Linked DNA regions of Zea mays: region 1 is linked to region 2. Evidence: chromatin contacts called from public Hi-C data. All regions are on one chromosome and are shown on one strand. The core of a region is the stretch at or near the end of the contact, and the rest is flanking DNA. Distances in the headings are between cores, read along the strand shown. Region 1 holds the start of LOC111590575. Region 2 holds the start of LOC100383630.

The links. A called contact is a pair of places that touch in the nucleus more often than the background predicts.
Region 1: a contact with region 2 is called in a Hi-C map of leaf, with 5 times the contacts expected there. The contact joins the promoter of LOC111590575 here to the promoter of LOC100383630 in region 2. A contact is called at or near these places in 6 of 25 Hi-C or Micro-C datasets (leaf, leaf mesophyll and an unstated tissue) and 2 of 3 datasets of contacts at active chromatin or transcription factors (leaf and seedling).

The regions. Positions count from the first base shown.
Region 1 is chr1:305,242,316-305,246,608 of Zm-B73-REFERENCE-NAM-5.0, forward strand. It overlaps LOC111590575, which reads left to right and starts at 1,860. Exons shown (of 1, transcript XM_023301377.2): 1 at 1,860-4,290. The coding sequence starts at 2,625. The coding sequence ends at 3,086. LOC100284329 reads right to left here. Exons shown (of 2, transcript NM_001157224.2): 2 at 3,069-3,292.
Region 2 is chr1:305,094,515-305,098,541 of Zm-B73-REFERENCE-NAM-5.0, forward strand. LOC100383630 reads right to left here and starts at 1,525. Exons shown (of 12, transcript NM_001366826.1): 1 at 1,077-1,525; 2 at 1-109. The coding sequence starts at 1,514.

The DNA.
Region 1 (4,293 bases), core at 610-3,109, 150 kb after region 2:
AAAAGGATGTGATGGGACCCACCAAGGGCAATGCGACCCCCGAGTTTGAGGCCCCACATCTCAAAGACCTAGTGACAAGTCCATGACATTAGCTTATCAGATAAATCTTAGGTGCAGCACATGAAATGTGTAAGATCTAGCATTATAGGACTAACAAGCGTGTTGTTGCATGACTTAGACTACAGGGTACTCGACATCACTATTTGGTATGTGCATCAATCCTATAGCCAAACATGCACACACAATGTGTACCATGAAGTATTATCAAATACAAAAGGCTACACTGACTATCAACTAGATCATACTAAATGGCATGGGCCCTAGCGCATGTAGATGTGACATGTCATACCAAATAACATGTATGTTAACCGCTTAGAGAAGAACAAATCCGACTCTGTGCAATGATTGAGGGCATGGGCCCTAGTATGACTTCAAGAATAGGAAAATAATAGGGTAGATGGGATTAGCTAGGGGAATCCTAGGTTCATATAACCTCTCTCCTCCATTGCACTATGAAAATGAAGGAGCAGAGTAACATTTAGGGGCATTAAATTCCAGTAGAACAAGTTGAGTAGGACATAAGCATTCCAGCTAGACCTAGGGGGTCTAAAAATACACACTCCCCTAGGGCCAAATTCACTCTTCACAGTGGGTAGATATATAGGTGGATTAGGACCATTAGACTATAACTCCCACAACTACTAAAAGGTGAAGGGAAGCTAGAAGGTCTCAATCCTCGGTAGTGTTTGAACTCATAATCTTATTCACCTTTGTGTTTATCAATCGATGAGTAGCAAGAGATCACACAGTATTACTCCCACTTGATCTACTCAAGGACCTAGTGCTCTCTACGGGCTAGTTCCTTAGCACTCTAGCATAGTGAATCGCTCATAACTGCTCACAACATAACTTGGTCCTCTCACAATCGTCGTTGAGATGTCACCAAGCTCTCAATCACCACGAAGTCGTCTAGGTGATGTCGATCACCAAGAGTAGCAAGCACAAACTCTCATTTGACCTAACCAAGTCTAATGAGAAGAATGGATGCTCTCTAAGCATTGTTGGAGTCCTTAATGTTGAATTAGCAAATTCAAATCACTCTAATAGGCCAAATCTATCTTGGACATAAATAGACGTATGTGTATCTTTAGAATGCTAAGAGGGTCTTCATGCCCGAGATGGAGGGGTATATAAAGCGTTGTCTAAAAACTAGTTGTTGCCCCTCCGCTAGGCAAAAATGTGAGCATTTGATACATCCAAACATCCCTAAATACGAGCCAAAATGCATGGGATCATGTGTCATCTTCCTGTGAAGACGGTGGTCTTGACGATAATGATCCTCCAAGGCCAAGGGTGATATGGAGCAAGGACATAATATCGACGTGGGGCTTGGAGGAAGCCCTTCGTGACTCCAGATGAGGCTAACAACTGTGACACCCTTTAGCCTTATTCATCTTGTTGAAAGCATTGTCTTGGAACCCCTTCCCTCTGTCTCCCAAATGAAAAACCTGGTCTGCCATGGACAAACAGACGATGAGACCATCTCAAGCAGCTCTCCTATCGTATCACATATCTCATCTTCTATTTTAAACTTTATTGTAGTGTCATCTACTGTGTAAATCGCATATTTTACACGGTCTACTGTGGACAACCAGACATCACCTTCTATAGGAGGCGTGTTTGGTTCCTCCACTGACTTTGCCTCGCTCTGATGAGTTAGTAAGCCAAACGCCCAAACCTTACCAGCTAAGACAAGGCTAGGTCGGAGGCAAGAAGCCAAGAACCGAACGTGTCCAATCGTCTTTGTTCATCGGGATATCAAAGATGTTTATTGGTCATGGCTTTGTAGCATGCAACAGAAGAGCCCTAAGATACGCGTATAACGCGTGTCGGTAAGACACGGCTGCCAGCGAGCGAGCACGAGATGAGCTCGGAAGATACAAGTGGCACCGGTGGTGGATTTTTCTCAAATTTTTTTCCTAGCGCATTGCCTCTGCACCGGACTGACTCTAAAGCGTTATCCGGTCCATTCAATGTCCCTACCTGACTGACTATCTGATGCTTATCTCCGGACATGCAACTATGTTCTTCACATGCACATAGATTCGATATGCCCGCCCATGCCATGAACAATACTAAATTTGCCAGCCCAGCATGCTATGCTGGTGAATAATGCACGAGTCGACCAATTTGAAGGACGAACTGGGAGAGAGAGAGAGAAAATAAGATCCAGATCCCTGGATTCCCTCACGAAAGGAGACGGCAGCCAATACAGATCTCTCCTCCCACCAATGATCTGCTTTGTCAAAGGCCAATATTCCTTCCTGCTGTGTCAAACACGCTGCCTGCTGCTGCTGCTGCTGGGCAAAAAGTCAAAACCCCAGCAGCAGCCACGGCCCTGACTGACTGATGGCTCCTTATAAATACACGCCCAGGCATGCAATGCAGAGCATCAGTGCACACAAGCAGAGCACCAAGCGGCAGGCAGGAGAGAGAGGCCTCGCATGGAGGTAGGAGGCCCATCTCTGATAGCCAAGCATGATTTGCCCGTAGTCTGACTCTGAGTGTGCTCCTGCTACGGGCAAATCATCTTGGCCATCTGAGTACCTCCCTACGCTGTCCCCATGTCAGGAGGCCCTGCTCTTCTTCGGTCGGTTTTAAGGCCTGTTTGGAGAGGAGCCTACGGCGCCGCAGCCCGCCACACCTGCGGCGGCCGATTTGGGCGCCACACCCGCGGCAGCCGGAGTGTGGCGCGGTGTGGCGCCCGAGCCAGCCCACCAAACAGGCCCTTAGATAGCCAAAACGCAGTACACACAGCGCTGCTTACCTTGACGACGACCACTTGTGTTGGAGCAGCAGTCATCTACAGCCAAAACTCTTCACTTCCTTCGCCATTGCCGTGTTACCAGCCCAGCCAGCGACGTGGGCGTGCCGCGACAGGGTTTTTTCCCCCTGGGAAACGTTGTGTTCTGGCAGATGCCACAAAAGGTACCTTGGGCTCGGCAAATCCCTTCAACCCTGAGCCTCTTTCATTCATCCACGCAAGTGACAAGGCCAAGAACCACTCCAGCTCAATGATCCTCTAGCATGCTTATACTTATGGCAAAAAATGTACCGGACTATCGTGTTCGACAACCATCACATTTTTTTTGGAGATGACATTTCAAAAAGACCAAAAACTATGATCTCTCATGATCCATCTGCTACTCTTTGGGTATCAATGCCTCATCAGCTTATCGTTTCCTTGCACCTTCCGTGCAGCTCTCTGCCCACAGCACGCCTTAACCAGTTGCTAATAAGAGAGAAGACAGAAAAATATCTCAGACATCAGAAGGATTGGACTTGAAGTAACTTGGCATAGAAACATCAGTTGCCTACTAATCTATATAAGTAGCTAAAAACATCTTGCCGACTTAGATTCTGTTCTTTAGTTCAGATATGCCACATGCCCACAGGACAACACACACTACAAACAGTGTCACGGTGCCCAAACAAACTGCTAAATCATGCCCATTTCCTGGTGGAAATCCTGGTATCGCGCTATTGCTGTGTTTACCAACAAAATTAGCATGGCTTTATAGTATATCTAGCAGCGACACGGTTTTAGTGCAGCGGCTGGTAGCCAATTTTGTCTATCTATCACATGAACACTTGTGTTAGGAAAAAGAAAGTAGAGCATTGTATGTCATTATTGGCTTATTGCATTATACAACAATGAATGACTAGGTGATCATAATTTTTTTGGCAACATAAATAAATGGTAAATTTATTAAGTCTCGCATAAAAATATATTTGATTTCATGATGGGTTTAAAATGGACATAAACACTCGTGTTGAAATAAGGACTCGGTTGAGGCATAGGAGAGCTCTATTCTACAATAGGAAATGTGCATTTAATACATAAAAGGAATATTAATGTGTAGCCAATTAACCAGAGGAATTTAAAGAACATAAGCAGAAATGGAAACAGCAATACTAGGTTATAGACTATTAATTAGCCATGCTAAACTTGTAATCATGAATAGAACTCAAAATTGCAGTAATTCTAAAAGGTATTCATCGGAACATACATGGGCATTTTCCTCACAACAGAGTGATAATTTACATATAAAGAGAATAGAGAAAGTCGAACCAAGTTCACTTGAAAAGGCAAATAAAATCTAGACAGCCAATTAGAAGTTCAGTTAAAGGACCAAATCATGTCACGACTGGGTACCTGGGTGCCATAAGAAGCAGAATTGATAACAGTATATCACATAATGTGTGCCGCTCAGTTAAAAAAAAAACTTATAC
Region 2 (4,027 bases), core at 275-2,774:
TGACACCTGTCCCAGCCTTCCCATTTGGTGTTCCAGTGTCATTGATAGGAATTTCAGCATTAGATGAATCTGACGGTGCAGTTGGTAGTTCCTTGATCAATTTCTCAACCTGGATAATCATACAAACATTTAGGAGCAGTGAGACGATAAGGCTCAAAGCTCTATCTAGACGTACAATTGATGAGAAAATAAGCTGAGGAGTATATCACATAAATTCATTTTAACAATAACCTTGAGTTAGGCAAATGTATCAATTGACCCTAAGGGTAGGCAGGTAATTAGGTCAGCATATCCATATGGCCTCTAATAACGATGATGAATCGGCAAATGCAGCACCCCTAAGGCAGTGTCCTAGCTAGAGATGGCAATGGGTAAAAACCCGTTGGGTATTACTTGCCCAAACCCATACCCGCGAAGAAAAAATGTGCCCGCTAAAAAACCCATACCCATGACGGGTATAAAATTTTGCCCAAACCCATACCCATGCGGGTTTCGGGTACCCAACGGGTTTCCCATACCCACTAACATCAATATAAAAAATAATTCATCATGTAAATGACAATCAATACATTAATAAACTAGCATAAAAGGAACAAGTGATAACTAATTTTAGCCTAAAATTTGTTACATGAAGTTTATTTCAATTAGAAGATATTCAATTAATAATATTACGAGACATATTTATAAGGAATGTTGATTTTAAGGTGGGTTTTAAAAATCCATGGGTTTGCGGGTATGAGTAGTGGAAGAATAAACTCATGCCCACGTACCCGTTGGGTTTCATTTGAACACATTAACAAACCCATGGATAGTGAAATTGACCCAAACACATACCCTAACAGAGAAAAACCCACCGGGTTTCGGGTAACGGGTACCCAGTGCCATCTCTAGTCCTAGCATGGAGCATTGACTCGAGAAATGTGACGCTAAACGTGCCTCAAATTCCACTAACTTGATCGAAACATGAAACTAGAACAAAAAAGGGATTGCCGAGTAAGCCACATTACTGCTAGCATATGCATAATATATAACTATGAGCATGAGGCGTGCCGCCCGCGAGAGAGGAGTGGGTGTACCTTGGAGACGACGTGGGAGGTGTCGAGCAGGAGCTCGAGCAGCTCGCGCGCGGCGGTGGCGGCGGCCCGCTGCTGGAGCCCCTCCCTGAGCGCGGCGAGCGCGGCGGATGCCCCGGCGCGGAAGGCGGCGACCTTGTCCCTGAGGTCGGCGAGCGGGGCGCGCATCCGGGCCGCGGCGGCGTCGACGCCCTTGAGGTGCGCGCTGAGGCCGACGAAGTCGGCGTAGTCGCGGTTGATGAGGCCGACGAGCTCGGCGCGGAGCGCGGCGAGGTGGGCGCGGAGCTCGGCGGCGAGGCTGTCGAGCGGGACGTAGGAGCGGAGCTCGGCGACGTAGGCGTCCGCGTCGAAGCCCGCGCGGAGGAAGGCGTCGGGCTTGAACCAGGGAGGGTGCGCCTCGATCGGCTCCCCGAAGAGGTCCATGGCCGGCGGAGGGGCCATGACGAGGTCCGCCATAGAGGTCTAGACTTAGGACTGAGATCTGCGCGCGCGCGATGGAGATCTAGAGCAGGGTCAGGCAGGGCCGCAGGGGAGGATGCGAGGGAAGAAAAGGCTCAAGGCGGTGAATTGTCGACTTATTGGTGGGCTTGGCTCATACTTGACTAAATCGGCCCGTACAATTCTCCGGCCCATGAAGATGGTGCTGGACGGCGGCGCTCGAACTGCACTGAACTCATAAAGTCAACGAGGCGGGCAAAATGATTGTGGCTTGTCTCGTTCGATTCGTAGTCAGCTTGACTTATTTAAATTTTTTCACGAGCTTATTTGATATTTTAGCTTGGTTCGTTAACGATCCAGTTCAATTTATTAACAAGCCAACTGACGAGTTAAACGAGCTATCATATTTTAGTAAAATAAAACTATATACATATTATTTACGTAAATAACTAATAAATTGATAAACATATTATATATATATGTGGTATCTATGATCTATGAGTTAAACTAATGATTGACGAATATGTGTTAAATTGTTCTACGTAAATATAGTTGTGGATTAAACTAATGAACATGTGTGTGAATTCTGTATTGATGAGTGATGGTTGTGTTAATTTAGGGTTACATTAATGCGGTTAGTGAAACTATATTTTCTATTGTTAAGTTAGTTAGATTTAACTAGACATTGATTATTATATATATTGTTTTTTTTCTTGCTCGTAAGCTAAACGAGTCATCTTGATCTTGTAAACAAGTCGAGTAAAGCTGATTTTGTGGCTTGTTAGCTTAACGAGTAGAGCCAAGCCAAGTTGGTTCAATATCTAGGCTGAAAAACAACTACGACTAAAGTGAGTGAAGTGAAGCCTGCCCGGACGAGAAGGAATGGAAGAAAACAAGGAGCAATAGGTCTAAGCTGCTAAACGCGGGCATGGGCATTGCGTTCGCATCGGCTTCAGGTCAGATCACTCGCTCACTCGCTGCAGCTCCTAGCCTGCAACGACAACGAGAATCATGCAGCGCCGTCCCACACCGATGGACAGTGCCAAACGAAACGAGAAGCAAATGCAATGAGTCGCCCAGTGCCGCCCACCCCGCAGCTGACTAGCAGCAGCGCCCCATTCCCATTCAGATGGATGCCATCATGCCAAGGCCTAAGGCCATACACGAGTCGTGTCATATCCTACACACCGTCGCCGATCATCGTTGGGCGATTGTGAATTTCTGATTCAGTAAAGTATAGGTCCACGATGTATCACTTATATTCTGAATTCAGTCAAATAAATAGGTCCTCGAACTTTGTCACCCCATACAAAACCATCTAAAGCTGGATTTGTAAAACCGGATGCAGATATGACATGCACGTCGGAGCCACTTAGTGTCTCTAACTTGCCATGTTGTGTCACTTTGGTCCCCGAACTTGAATGTTATGTCACTTGAATCTCCGAACTTCCATTGATTTACTCTGATGTGGCACGACGCATAATTATTATGTTTTTAATGAGTAGTGTATATATTACAAAGGTACATCTTTATCTTGTATACCTTAGCATCATTGATAACTTTCCCACAAAATTCACACTCATGCATGTGTGTAAGCTTGAATCTAAATCATCCAAGCACACATGTAGCTATGTAGGGGAAATTATCACTAGTAAATAAAGTTTTATGGTGCTTATTTATATATCATAATGACAAAGCTTAAAAGTTGGATAAGCCACATAAAATCCAATCCAATTTAGCAATTTACACTAGTGTTAAGTGCTACCTTGGATTATGCTTAGTTTTTATTTGTTTGTAGAATTATCATCAATACGAAGAAGGGAGAGATTGAAAGGTCCTTGATTTATTTTGGTGAATGGGTGATAACTTAGGTGGATTAATGTCTTTATGTTGAGATACACATGATTTAGTCCACATATACATTAGGGTGAGTAACTCTAGGTGGATTAATATGTTTTTATATTGAGATACACATGATTTAGTCCACATATACACTAGGGTGAGTAACTCTAGTCACATTAGAGCAAACCAACGAAAAGTTCGGGGACTCAAGTGACATAGCATTCAAGTGGCACAACATGCCAAGTTGGGGGTCCAAATGGCTCTGACGTGACATGTCATGTCTGTATCTGGTTTTACAAACCCGGGTTTGGATTATTTTGTTTTGGTTGATAAAGTTCGAGAACATGTTTGTCCGGTTTTCTAAGTTCGGGGTAAGTGACATAGTGTGCTAAGTTCATGTATTGCTAGCATATTTTACTCTTTCTGATTCACTATAACACCCCCGGGATCCACAAACACCCCGAAATGCTACTAAACTACACAACTAACATTCATATATAAAATTTCGACAACATCTCCTTTGAAAATTTGCATAAACGTGGAAGCAACAGAGTATAAACAGATATCATGATAAGAAAACATATTAGACATTAATAATCTGCTAGCAATGGGAAGATAACCATAACGACATGAACTGAATTAACTAGTGTGCACGACTAGTTAAAAAAACAAAC